Regions from separate parts of the Zea mays genome. Here all the other regions are linked to region 1. The links are chromatin contacts, called in public Hi-C maps. All regions are on one chromosome and are shown on one strand. Each heading gives the region's core, a stretch centred on a gene start, on an enhancer-like site or on the middle of the called end of the contact. The rest is flanking DNA. Distances are from core to core; before and after follow the strand shown.

Region 1 (4,150 bases), core at 610-3,109:
AAGGACTTCAAATTTAAGCTTGGCAGCAAACGGTGCTTCCTCATTTTCCCCATCAAAGGATCAGAAAGAAGGGGTCTTGTAAGTGTTGAGTTCAAGAAGAAAAAGGGACAGGTACTTGGATTTCTTTGTATATTTGTAGTAACATTATGCTAGTACTCAGTAACCTAGATTTACTAATAGACACATGATGTTTGTGTAATCACATTATGATTAAGGTTGTAGTCATTCAGTGAATAAACAGAAGTTTAGACACACACTGCAAAAGCGGAGTTAAATGAAGCATCCTCTCTTGCTTGTTCCTTGGTGATATATAAATATTGTTTTTCCTTCAAATTTAATGGTACTGTTATATTTGGATGACAGCTCTTCTGTTGAAATGATTTACAATTATAGTATTCTGGACGAAAAAAAATAAAAAGACGCAGTTAGCCATTTTGAAAACACTCTTTATAGTATTATTTGAAGAAATCAAACATACAGTTTAAAGCTTCCATAAAGTAATTGGTATTACCATGGATTTTACTCTTTTCACCATGACACCCTGTTTTCTGACCTTTGCAGTATGACATGAAACTACTAGCTGTTGACATACCAATGGCATCAGGTCCTGACCAGCGGCTGTTCGTCGTCGGTGATGAACAAGAGTACAAGGTGGGCGGGGGCTTGATATCTGAGCTGCGAGACCCGATCGTAAAAGCTATGGCTGCAGAAAAGGAGTTTGATTATCTTGATGAAAGAGAGGACGAGGAAGATGAGCGGAGGGAGCGTGAGGAGGCGGAGCAAGAGGAAGCGGAAGCATTGAGGCGCGAGGAGGAAAGGTTGCGTCAGCAGGCTGAAGAACGGAGGCGGCGGGAGGAGGCTGAGAGCCTGGAGAAAGCTTCGTGACATGATTTAACTGCATCGATTTTCCACCTTGTGCATTGTTTTATACTTCTCTCCCCCTCCCGGAGTGTAGCAGTCCGCGTTTCCACAGCAAGAGAAGATTGCTTCTGAGTTCGGTTGAGTTCCAGACTTCCAGGTGGTCGATTCGGCGTCACCAGTCTCAAGTTGTTGAGGAGAAAGGAATAATTTTGCATGTTCCGCAACAGAACACTTCGGCGAAACAATGTAATTTAGTGGTTGGTCAGTTGTTAAAGCCTTTTTTTTTTTTGCTGAATGTCTGCGGTCATGGAATTGAGATGAGTAAAGTTGAGTTTGTAGTTAGGTTTTGATTAACCCAAAAAGATTTATAAAAGTTTAATTCATCATCTCTCTCCTTAGTTATAGCCACGCATTGTAATCTTTTCAATTGATATCAAAGCCTCATGTTCGTTGGTTTATCTTAAATGCTTGAATTAGGATGTTCGATGAGGATCCCCCCTCGGTTTTATAGGGTGACGATTTTCTATAATAAAAAATTCATATGAAAGCTCAACTTAAGGTTATAAATACTATAGTTTTTAGAGCCACCGTTCAAAGGCTTCCAAAAATCAAAGGATTTCACCAGTCTAATAGGTGTTGAGATATATTATGGGAAATAGAATGTTTATGCCCGGAATGTATTTAATATAGTACCCAATTACAAGGACGCTCTAATATTTATGCACTGCGCGAGGGAAACAAGAGCGCGTATTTACCGTATAGTTATAAAGAAATTAAATTCTTATTAACAGACACCGACCAGGGGCAGGCGTTGGATGACTGCGCGCTAATGCATCCACGTGAGCTGCACTGTAGTGCGCATCACATGGAATGGAACGGAACGGAACGGAACCTTTGCCTGTCTGTACTGTACTGTACTGGCTGGCTGGCACTGGCATCATCCATCCGTCCACCGTTACTGTTCTATAGCACTAGAACCTGCTGATTCCTCGTCGCCAGCTTCTCTTTCCCCCACCACAACCCCCCGCCGGCGCGGCTCCCGGTGTCCCTTCCACTCTCCACCCTCTCCTTCCCTTCGGCGCCAAGTCCATCCGCCCCTCCGAATCTCCGATTGCCGCCGTCCAGGTAACGACTCCAATCCCCCCAGAGTCCGGACTACAGTCTGATCAGATCCACCAGTCTGCGCTTCCATTCCACGCCCAGCTCGCGCCTCCTTGGGCCCTGTTCCCTTTTTCTTCGCGCAAAAAACTTCACGGATTTGCCCATGTTCTTCGCTCCTAGATAAGACTGCTCCGCGATCCCGCGGACCGGTGGTTCCGGTTCGTCGGAGTTCCGGATCCCGTGGAATACGCAGGCTGGACTAGATACCGCGCCTGTCAGAGTCAGACTGTAGTTGCCGTACCGGCGGAAACGCTGAAATTTTGGCCATGGGGGCGATGACAGAGCTCAAAGTGTCCGGTTCTTGCTTGTGATGGTGGAGGGCTGGAGGCGATCACCGTAGCACCCGACTCAAAGCGCTGGTATCATCTGACGTTGGAGCTATCCGGGTCCTACCACCGCACCAACTCGGACCGGGGTTTTTTTTTTCCTGTTTTTGGTGTGTCAAAATAGTTGGTCAGTCCGGTGATCCCCTCATCACCAGCAGATGTTGGGAGGTCAGGTGGCCATGGGTGTAAAGGGTTGGATATATTATTGAACTGCAGTACTGGGCCGTGGCTTCAGCACGCTGTAGCCGAGGGAAGTTCCCTGCACATTAAATTTTAGTCTGGTCACATCGGATATTTGAATAAATACAGTCTGAACTATAAAACTAATTACACAGGTTGGAACTAAACGGCGAAAAAAAAACTTATTAAGCCTAATTACTCTATAATTTGCCTACGTGATGTTATAGTAGACATTTGCTAATTATTTTTTGTCTTGCAATTTAGTCTTCGTCTATGACCGTATCTTGAGCAGCCTTTTGCCGCTGCTGACCAGCGCCCCACATAGGCTGTGTCCATTTATCCTTTTTTTTTCACTCACAGACTCGGTGTCTGAAAGAGTCTGATAGAGTTTGCAGTTTTGGCAGGTGCCGGCCGACAGTTGAGAATGGGACTGAGGCGCCTGATGAGATGCTGCTGCTGCATTGCAAAGGTCAGCTTCCTTCTCGCCACGCACACGCACACGCACACGCACTGACGCACACGCACAGCCCTACCTAATCAATCAGTACTACTATCACACATTTTATTCTCTCTGTCCTAAACTGCCGAGTGTTTTTTTTTTCTTTCCTGCTTGCTTCTCTGGTCTCTGCCCGGAGAGCTAGCAGCACGCGGACGACGGCGACAAGATCGATTTCGGAGGTGGCAATGTTCATGTTGTCACAAGCAAAGAGGACTGGGACCAAAGAATTGCCGAGGCAAACAAGGATGGGAAAACCGTGAGTACAACCTGCCCATGGCCATGGCCATTCTAGCAACCGATAGCCACCATCTGTTCAGTATAGCGTAGCATGGCACTTGAGGCTAGCGTGTGCATTACTGGACTTTTTTGTTTGTTTGTTTGTTTGTTTGATTGTACTAGGTGGTTGCAAACTTCAGCGCTTCCTGGTGTGGGCCGTGCCGTGTCATCGCACCTGTCTACGCCGAAATGTCGCAGACGTACCCTCAGCTCATGTTCCTGACGATCGATGTTGATGACTTGATGGTAATTAAGCGGATGTTTCTCTCGGGACCTTTTATCCTTACGCGTTATTACGACTACTACATAAGGCCCACAGAAAACGAATAATGTTTTGCACATCACCAGGGAGCTAGCTGCGTTCTAGAGTCATCATAGACCGACTGACGATCCTCCCTCGATTTTTCCTCATGCCACACAGGAGTTCAGCTCGTCGTGGGACATCCGCGCGACCCCGACCTTCTTCTTCCTCAAGAACGAGCAGCAGGTGGACAAGCTGGTCGGCGCCAACAAGCCTGAGCTGGAGAAGAAAGTGGCCGCCGTCGCCGACGCGGCCGGCAGCAAGACAGTGTAGTGTAGGCAAAGACCCGCCTAGCTTGTTGACCTGGCCCTGTACATCGTTATATCCTATTGTTGCTGTGTGTTTCTTTCTTGGCACCGTGCGCATGCGTCGATCTGTCGGCGGTAATGTCTTCCGCCATGTGCTGATTGTAAGAGTTGCCCGGTAATGGTAATGGTAATGGTAATGGTGTCTTACGGTTTCTGTGGTGGCAACTGTTCAAGTTCGTCGTGAAGGAGTGCCGTTTCCGCTTGTGATCGTGATGAGAAAAAAAGGGTTACCTACCTC
Region 2 (4,150 bases), core at 904-3,403, 190 kb before region 1:
TTAGTTCTTAACTGTAGTTTCAAAGGAAGCTCTTTAACTATCATCAGCTCATCTCTCAAGGAATTAATGAAGTGGTCCACGTCGAAAATATCTCCAAAATCACTGCAAAATGAAAACAACATACTAATTCACAACGAGCAGAAAACAATAGACGCAACTCCTGTTTAGTAGCATTTCTATGCCCACAAATCCTAGTTTGTTCTGGCTCTGTTTGGATCCTTGGAATTGAATTTCATTCTAATAATCACAATTTAGACATAGATCAATTGAAATAATAGGATTTTATACAAAATATATTTGTATACTACTGTTGGTCACATGAGAAAGATATTTATGTGTTACATTTCTACTATAGAGAAATAAGCCGAAGAGCGTGTCATAAGTTGCAGAGTAGAAACATGGACTAGTGATACATAAAATCAATTTTCACTCCCTCACTCTATGAATTTTGGATAGGCTTATATCTAAATTTTGGAAAGGGGTGGAATGTCAAATTCCAACCAAATAACCTACTATATTAAGTGAATTCCAATTCTTTCAAAATTAAGGGATCCAAAAGGCCCCTAAGAGGAATGCAGTTCATAACACACAGGATCATATGCCATGTTTAACTGGTTTCCCGAAGCAAAAGGTAAACAGCCGATTGGAGATGTAAAATATTGATCCAGTGGGAAATCATACCTTGGGTCAGCCCAAAAAGACCTTTTATCCAGTTCAGGGACCACAAGCGTTAGATTTAGATGGCGTGCTATAGTCACCATGTCACATATCTGCAGCATACCATTTCATATAAAGTTCAGACAGAATGAAAAACGAACAGCAGCACTGGTGCGCAGCATGAAACCGGGTGACAAACCAGCACGAAGTTGAGGTACGAACCCCGGCTCGCATTTGATTGAGGCCACCATTGCAAGTCACTAGTAGGTAGCCATTGCTTTTGTAAATTCCTGTAGACAGTAAGAGCACGGCCAAATCAGCTCTAGTGCCAACAGGAACAGGAGGGCTGAGACAACATGATATTTTGCCAATTGGCATCTTGAAGGAAGCGGCCCGTGTCTTAAGGAAGAGAACCATACATACTCAATCTCCCGTGTACCGAACGAAGAAGTCCCCTAATCACTGCATGGTATGGTATGACTAACAGAGGTTCTTCTAAGCATCGGGATAAGCTCTAAATAAAGCGTAAGCGAGATGGGGATGAAGACGTGAAGCTACATTTTTGTCAAGTTCGCAATCACAACGACGCTCCCTTTTGACCTACCAAAGAATAGAACATATACTATTCCTTGCCATATGAAGCAAGGAATCGCGATTTCAGAGCGCCTGTACCGCAGGTGAGACCCGTGATCCCCAAACGGGCGGAAAAAAAAAGTCGCCCCGAAACCGCTAATTTGAGCCCAGGATCGAGGCGGATCGTCCGGGGAATGCGGCCACGCAACCGCCCGCATTCGACCCGGCCTCCGCCCAAATCCGTTGGGGGCGAGCGAGCTTTTCGCCCTAGATCACCCGCTACGAAGGAAGGCTTAGGCCACTCACTCTTGGGTACGAGCGCCGGCGGCGACAGCCTCGCCGCTAGGCTGTCCTCGCCGGCGAGCGCGGCGAGGCCGGACGCGGCGGCAGCGCCGCCCTTCCCGCCGCAGTCGGCGAGGACCCGCGGGCGGAACAGCCCGGCGATGGAGGCCACCTGCACGACCGCCGTCCACAGGACGGCGCTGGCCGCCGCCCGCATGGCCCACCGCCACGCCCGCCTCCGCCGGGCCCCGCCCCCGCCGCCGCCGACGGCCACCATCCCTGGCGGCCGCGGCCTCCGCCCACCTACCTCCCAATTAGTACCGCCCCCCTGGCTGCTGCTACCAGCAGCAGGAGGAGGAAGAGGGGGCAGGCAGTGGAAAGGGGACGGAGAGCGACCGAGCAGAGAGTGGGAACTTGGAAGGGTTGGTGAGGAGGGGAAGCGACGGTGTTTATGCGAAGGGGGCCGCCGTCCCGATCAGCGAAGCTTTTGGGCGATGAGCGAGTAGTTTAATGCGGAATCGGCATCGGGCGTCGCGGTGGGGGCTGGACTGGACTTCTCTGCCCGCTGCCAGGAGGAAGAAGAAACCGAGGAGTGAGACGTGCTGCGGGTGCGGGGCGGGAGGCCGGAGGCGTCTGCGTCTGCGTCTGCGTCTGCGTCTGCGTGCGTGCGGCGGTAGGCACGACGTGGGCATTTAGCACAAGCACCCCGCCTCATAGACAGGGTGGGTGGTAAGTCGAAAGTCGTTAGCTTCGCCGCGCCCTCAAACACGGCGATTAATCAGCTAATTTATCAGTTGGCTCCTCTGCCATTATTGAGGAGCGAAAGGTACGTCCAGGCCTCTAACTCCATATTGCTCATAAAACATCTCTAAGGCCCCGTTTGTTTCATTGGAATTGAATTCCATTTTAATAATTATAATTTAGATAAAATTAATTAAGTTTATATATTTATATATGTAATATATTTGTATATTATCTTAAATCATATGAGAGAGATAGTTATATACTAAATTAATGTTATAACGAAGCAAATAGAAGAGTGTACGATAAGTTGTACATCGGAAAAATAGCATGTAAATCTATATAATCAATTTCCATCTCTCACCCCATGAATTTGAGATAGGCTTATATGATAACTTTGGAAAGTGGTGGAATATCACATTCTAAAAAAATAGCCTATTCCAATAGTAAGATTCCAATTCCTCAAAATGAAAGAAAACAAACGGGCCTTAATAGTATTTCTAGGCACTATTTGTTTCTCTCCTAGATTATATAAGTTGAATTATGTTAAAAGTTATAAGGGTCATATATTACTTTGTGATCACAAACAAATAAGTTAAAATAAGCTATCAAATACTAGTTTATTTTACCTTATTTGTGTTTTCAAAGTAATATTTTACTCTACTGCCCTTCAACCATAATCCAACTTATATAATCTATAAAAAAAATACACCCTAAATTTCACCCCATTATTTATATTAAAAATGTTTTTGTATATTTTCAATCCTCAACATGATTTATATATCTGGTTTGCACTCTAAAGAGGCATCCACGTTTTCTATATTTGACTAGCGAGAAACTAGTAATAAAATATGATTATATTTGATAGCTATTTAGATAAAATATTAGAGAATATTTTTATAAAAATCTTTATTTATATAGATTAAAAAGAATATAGAGACTCTAGGCACCTCTCGGTCTTGGAACTGCGATACATAATACTACTGGCATACGATGCGGTAATTTCGTGGGGAAATCGGTTCCGTAGCGTTTAGACATGATCGAGATCGTAAATTGCCATCGACAGCTTCATCCGACGTGCAAAATACCACCGAAATGTCCAAACGTTGATTTGATTCATCGGTCGATCACAATTTGTACACCGAAAACATATATTGTAATGAAGATAGGCAAGTTCATAAGGTCTATATCAAGATGAAGCATGCATGCATAGTCGATGCCTTCGGTCGACCGGTTGCGTCCGCGAAAACTAGACACGCTAGGTGTTGGATCTTTTATGGGCTTGGCCCATTTATTGAATAAACTTTATGGTGTGTAATGTTGGAGAATACTAATAGTGCCACATTGGAAGTCCAAGGGTCTTTTGCCTTGACTTATATGGTGGGATTTATTCCACTTAACTTGAGAAGTCAAGAAATGGACAAGGGCGTGCCACACGCGCGCGCGCGCCGTCGCCGCCGCCGGCCGGGCGTGGCGTGGCGTGGCGTGGCGTGGCGTGGCGTGGCAGGCGTGGTGTGGTTGTGTTAATTTTTAGCACTCACTGCGAGAGGTTAAATAGAGGAGCACCCCTGTCATTCGGTACACGCGAAAAACACTTTCAGTCTCACAATCCAGCCGCCGAGTGAGGGTATTTTCATCTCGTGACTCTGCGCGCACAGAGAAGCGAGAGGGCAGGTGCCTCCGAAGCCGGTGCCGTTCGAGACCTTGCACGGGGATCGGCAATTAGGTTTTTGGGGAGCGTCTTCGCGACTGCCCAACGTCTGTCGTTGTCTTCATCGCTGGTTCTTGGCGTCTTCATCTCGATCGGATGACAAGAGAAGTTGGACAAGGATTAGGATCCTCGGAGCGCATGGGAGGGTATGATCAATTTAGTTCATTACAGTTTTATATTCTGCAT
Region 3 (4,150 bases), core at 859-3,358, 150 kb before region 1:
AAAAAGGCAACCGAACAAAGAAGAAAACCATGATTTTTATTCACAAAGGAGGATGTCATGTAACAAAAGCAAAGGATCGCCAAAGAAATAATTTTAGCAGACAATAGAAATTATGCTCACCTCTTGTAGGCGAGTGCCATCCATTGTGTTGAATATTCTGATCAAAGTGCCCTTGGTGCTAGCTGTTGCCAGTAGGAGACCATCCATTGTCAGTGACATGCAAGAGATGTGTGAATCATGAGCTGAGATTGTCTTCGCCATTTTCAGCCCGAAATGCTCCACGCGAACATGACCCTGGTGCACCCCAGGGCAGGCCAATACTGAAGTATTGGAATTATGAGAGAGACAGCAAAGTCCTTTGGGATTTGACAGGGTGTCAATCTGGTAGAGCAGCTTCAAATCGGTAAAGTTGTAGACAAATATCTTGCGCTCGAGGACAATCACGATGTAGTCCTTCGCCAACTTTACGGCTCGGACATCTGAGCGGAAGGCGAACTCTCCAATGCAACGGCTCTGGTGGTCATCCCAAATCATCACCTTGTTCGGCGGATACTGCACATTGGAGCCGCCTCCTACAAGGGCAAGGATGTTGCAACGGAACAACATCTCGACGATCCCAAAACCGCCGCTCTTAAGATCCCTCCTGAAAGTCTCCTTGAAAGGGTCGCAGTTAAAGATCCTAAACCCATTGCTGGTACCAGCCGCGAAGCATCCACAATCTTGGTTCCAGGCAACCGACAACAGCCTGACCTCCTGGTCATCACCGCGTCCCGCTTCGGGCTGGGCCGTAGGCGCTGACAGCGGCCAGGCATGGGGTGACTCAAATGTCCCAAGCTTCCCCGGGGGATGAAGACCGTGTGATGTGGAGACTTGGGAGCTCATTAGGCGTGCGTCAGCAAACCAAAATCAATCGCCTTTGAACCACAGAGATTCAGCTATCACAAATGGGCAAAAGCGGTCGTCACTTGGCACTGACGAAATTCAGGGTACCCTACAGCAAGTAAAAAGCATCAACAGCAGCCAAAGAAAAGAAAACCATGGACGAAGCGTAATCTGCTAAACAAGCAAAGGAGCATCAGGTTAAAGATTGCCGGAGCTTATAGATAAGGTAAAATTTTAGCACCCAATTTGTCAGTAGCACGGGAAAAGGCATGATGCGTAGAGATGAAAACGGTTTCGGAAATTTTCGGTTTTCTGGGAACCGCTTTCGATTTTTGTCCGACCGAATTCAGCGGTAACGGTATTTTCGAAAACGGAATCGGTTGTTAGAATTTTATATCGGAAACCGGTTTGGCGTTTTACCGACCGTTTTCTTCGGTTACCGAATTTAACCAGAATTTACCGAATATAGGATTCGGAATTTTACGAAAATTAAAAACAAGGAAAGCGGGCCAAAGCCCACATTTCCACTCTGGCCCAAGCTGCCGGGCTCCCGCCCACTTAGATTTCGATCGTTACCGATGTATTTTCCATACCAAACTTTTTCGATGTCTTCGAAAAACCGATATCGTTTCCGTTTCGATTTCGTTTCTGATAAAAAAAATATGAAGATGGTAATTGTTTTAGTGTTTACCTACCGTTTCCATCCCTAATGATGTGTAGCTGGAGGTTTGTAACCAAAGCCACAAAGCCATAATAATAATCCCCAAAGTTCGAAACGACAGCTAACGCTGATAGCTACGCCACCGCACGGCAAACCAAAATTCACAAGAAATCGGAGGGGGGAGTTCGATTTGGAACGGACGGAGGAGGGCACATCCATCGGGGGAAGCTCCCTTCCTCGCCAGCGAGAGGGAAACGGAAAACCTATCCCGGCCCGGTCGGATCTCCGATTCCCGCCCCATATCCACAGACCGGGAGGGAGGGACGAGGAGGCCTACGCACGCGACATGAAACGGAAGCGCAGCCGCGGCGGATCTGGCGGAACCGGGTAATCGACCGCAGCGCGAGGAACGCGAATCGCGATTGCCCTCCATCAACGGAACAATAGGACGAGAGCGTTACCTCTTGCGCCGCGACGCCGACGCGGGAGGGCGGCGGAGACGGTTCCAGGAGAGGCGAGCACGCGTGCGCGGCGTGTGCGCCACGGAAGCAAGGGAGTGGGGCAAGCGATCGGCGGGCAGGGGAAGGGCAGGGAGGGATGGAAGAGTCGGGGCTTGGGAAGCTAGGGATGGTAACGGTTTATATCCGTCGGTAGCAGCATTTTATAACCATATCTATTAAAAATTTATATAATCAGATTATCAAGTATAAAATCTTACTTATATTTATATCCGCACGGTAATTTTATCTATAGAGTTATCCGTACCTAATAAAAATGTATTAAATTATAATAACCTGATCAATTAAAATATCAAATAAATACACAAAATAAGTTCAATTTCAAATATAATAAATCATATTATTACATAAATTAATAGTTAAATAAACAATAGCCAAGAAGGGTATTTATTTTAACTAAGATAGACTATTAAATAGTAAACTAATACACCTATGGCTGAAAAAAAACTCGAGGCTCACGAGCGGACTCGACTCGGTGACGCTCGCGAACCTTAACAAGTCCGAGTTAGGTCTAATTTTGTGGCTTGCTCAAACAACGAGTCGAGCTGAGCCAAGCCTAAGTGAGACTAAACCAGCTCGCGAATCAACCTAATGATATAGCGCTATGTTGTTACATTATTACGTTAGTATATTATTGATTTTTTCTTATTTTTATGGAACCAATGCTAGAAAATAGTTTAAGATATGTTGTTCGATTTTTTACATATTTTTTTATTTTATACATTTTTATTTTATATAAAATGAAAATATATAATTTATACTCTAAATGAGACTTAGTGTGGCGGCTCGTGAGCCGACTCGAACTGGCTCGTGAGCCTGAACGAGCCCAAGCTGAGCCTAATCTTCGAGCTCGCAATGTGAATGAGCTGAATTGAGCCTGGCTTGCTGGGACCGAGTCAAGCCGAGCTCGACTCGTTTGCAGCCCTACATACACGTGCTCGTCTATCCAACATGTAGAGTTTATTGTCCATTAACATATACGTTGGTATAGAAATCATCACATACCCGCCTATATATCGGGTATTCGGATTTTAGGTACACATTACCATCTCTATGGAAAGCGCTCCCTCCATCGGATGTGTGCGCCATAATTAACCCCTCTCGTATGTGCTAGTCGTGTTTGATTGCTTTAGTTATCCTTCAAAACTTTATAGACTAAATTTTAGCACTTAAAAATCCTATTTAAAACATTTATTTTAGTCAACATGTTTGGTTGCTCGCGAGTTGGTCTAATGACACAGTGCTATGTTGTTACATTATTACGTTAGTACATTATTGATTTATTTTCTTATTTTTTATGAAATATAGTTTAAATATGTTGGTGGATTTTTTGGTACATATTTTTATTTTGTATAAAATGAAAATATACAATTTATACTCTAAATGGGACTTAATGTGGCGGCTCGTGAGCATGAACGAGTCCGAGCGGAGCCTAATCTTCGAGCTCGCAATGTGAACGAGCCGAGCCTGGCTCGCTAGTCACTGAACCGAGCTCGTCTCGTTTCCAACCCTACATACACGTACCCGTCTATCTAACGCGTAGAGGTTGTTGTCCATTAACATATATGTTGGTATAGAAATCATCCCATACCTGCCTACATATCGAGTATTTGGGTTTTGGGTACCCATTACCATCTATATGGAAAGTGCTCCCTCTGCCCGATGCGTGCGCCACAATTAACCCCCTCTCATCTGTGCTAGTCATGTTTGGTTGCTCTAGTCACCCTTCTAAACTTTACAGACTAAATTTTAACACCTAAAATCCTATTTAAAAGATCTATTTTAGTCAACATGTTTAGTATTTTAGTTACTACAAATGACTAAACCTTAGTCGCTAGAGTTTATAAGATGAGAATCAAACCCGAATTTTTTACATTTTGGCCCTTCCTCGGGAAAAAAAATTCACGTTTGGACCCTAGAAAATTTTAATGTCATTTTTGGGCCCTTTACTCGGCGCCATAGCCAATGGCGCCGAGGTAACACAGCTCGGCGCCATAGGCTATGGCGCCGAGGTACGTGCTGCACCGGCACAAACGGACGTCGTGGCATCGACGTGGCACCGAGCTCGGCGCCATAGATCTTGGCGTCG

What was found. A called contact is a pair of places that touch in the nucleus more often than the background predicts.
Region 2: a Hi-C map of ear shows a contact between it and region 1, with 1.9 times the contacts expected there. The contact joins the promoter of LOC103649706 here to the promoter of LOC100280833 in region 1. A contact is called at or near these places in 5 of 25 Hi-C or Micro-C datasets (bundle sheath, ear, leaf and 1 more).
Region 3: a contact with region 1 is called in a Hi-C map of leaf, with 7 times the contacts expected there. The contact joins the promoter of LOC100501634 here to the promoter of LOC100280833 in region 1. A contact is called at or near these places in 3 of 25 Hi-C or Micro-C datasets (endosperm, leaf and tassel).

What each region holds. Positions count from the first base shown.
Region 1 is chr3:13,421,993-13,426,142 of Zm-B73-REFERENCE-NAM-5.0, forward strand. LOC100280833 (thioredoxin H-type) reads left to right here and starts at 1,860. Exons shown (of 5, transcript NM_001153753.2): 1 at 1,860-1,986; 2 at 2,924-2,997; 3 at 3,173-3,283; 4 at 3,427-3,549; 5 at 3,725-4,064. The coding sequence starts at 2,953. The coding sequence ends at 3,877. LOC103649707 reads left to right here. Exons shown (of 3, transcript XM_008675442.4): 2 at 1-111; 3 at 562-1,319. The coding sequence ends at 885.
Region 2 is chr3:13,235,751-13,239,900 of Zm-B73-REFERENCE-NAM-5.0, forward strand. LOC103649706 reads right to left here and starts at 2,154. Exons shown (of 8, transcript NM_001330527.1): 1 at 1,537-2,154; 2 at 880-947; 3 at 682-770; 4 at 1-102. The coding sequence starts at 1,789.
Region 3 is chr3:13,271,677-13,275,826 of Zm-B73-REFERENCE-NAM-5.0, forward strand. LOC100501634 (Autophagy-related protein 18c) reads right to left here and starts at 2,109. Exons shown (of 5, transcript NM_001196315.1): 1 at 2,005-2,109; 2 at 121-991. The coding sequence starts at 882.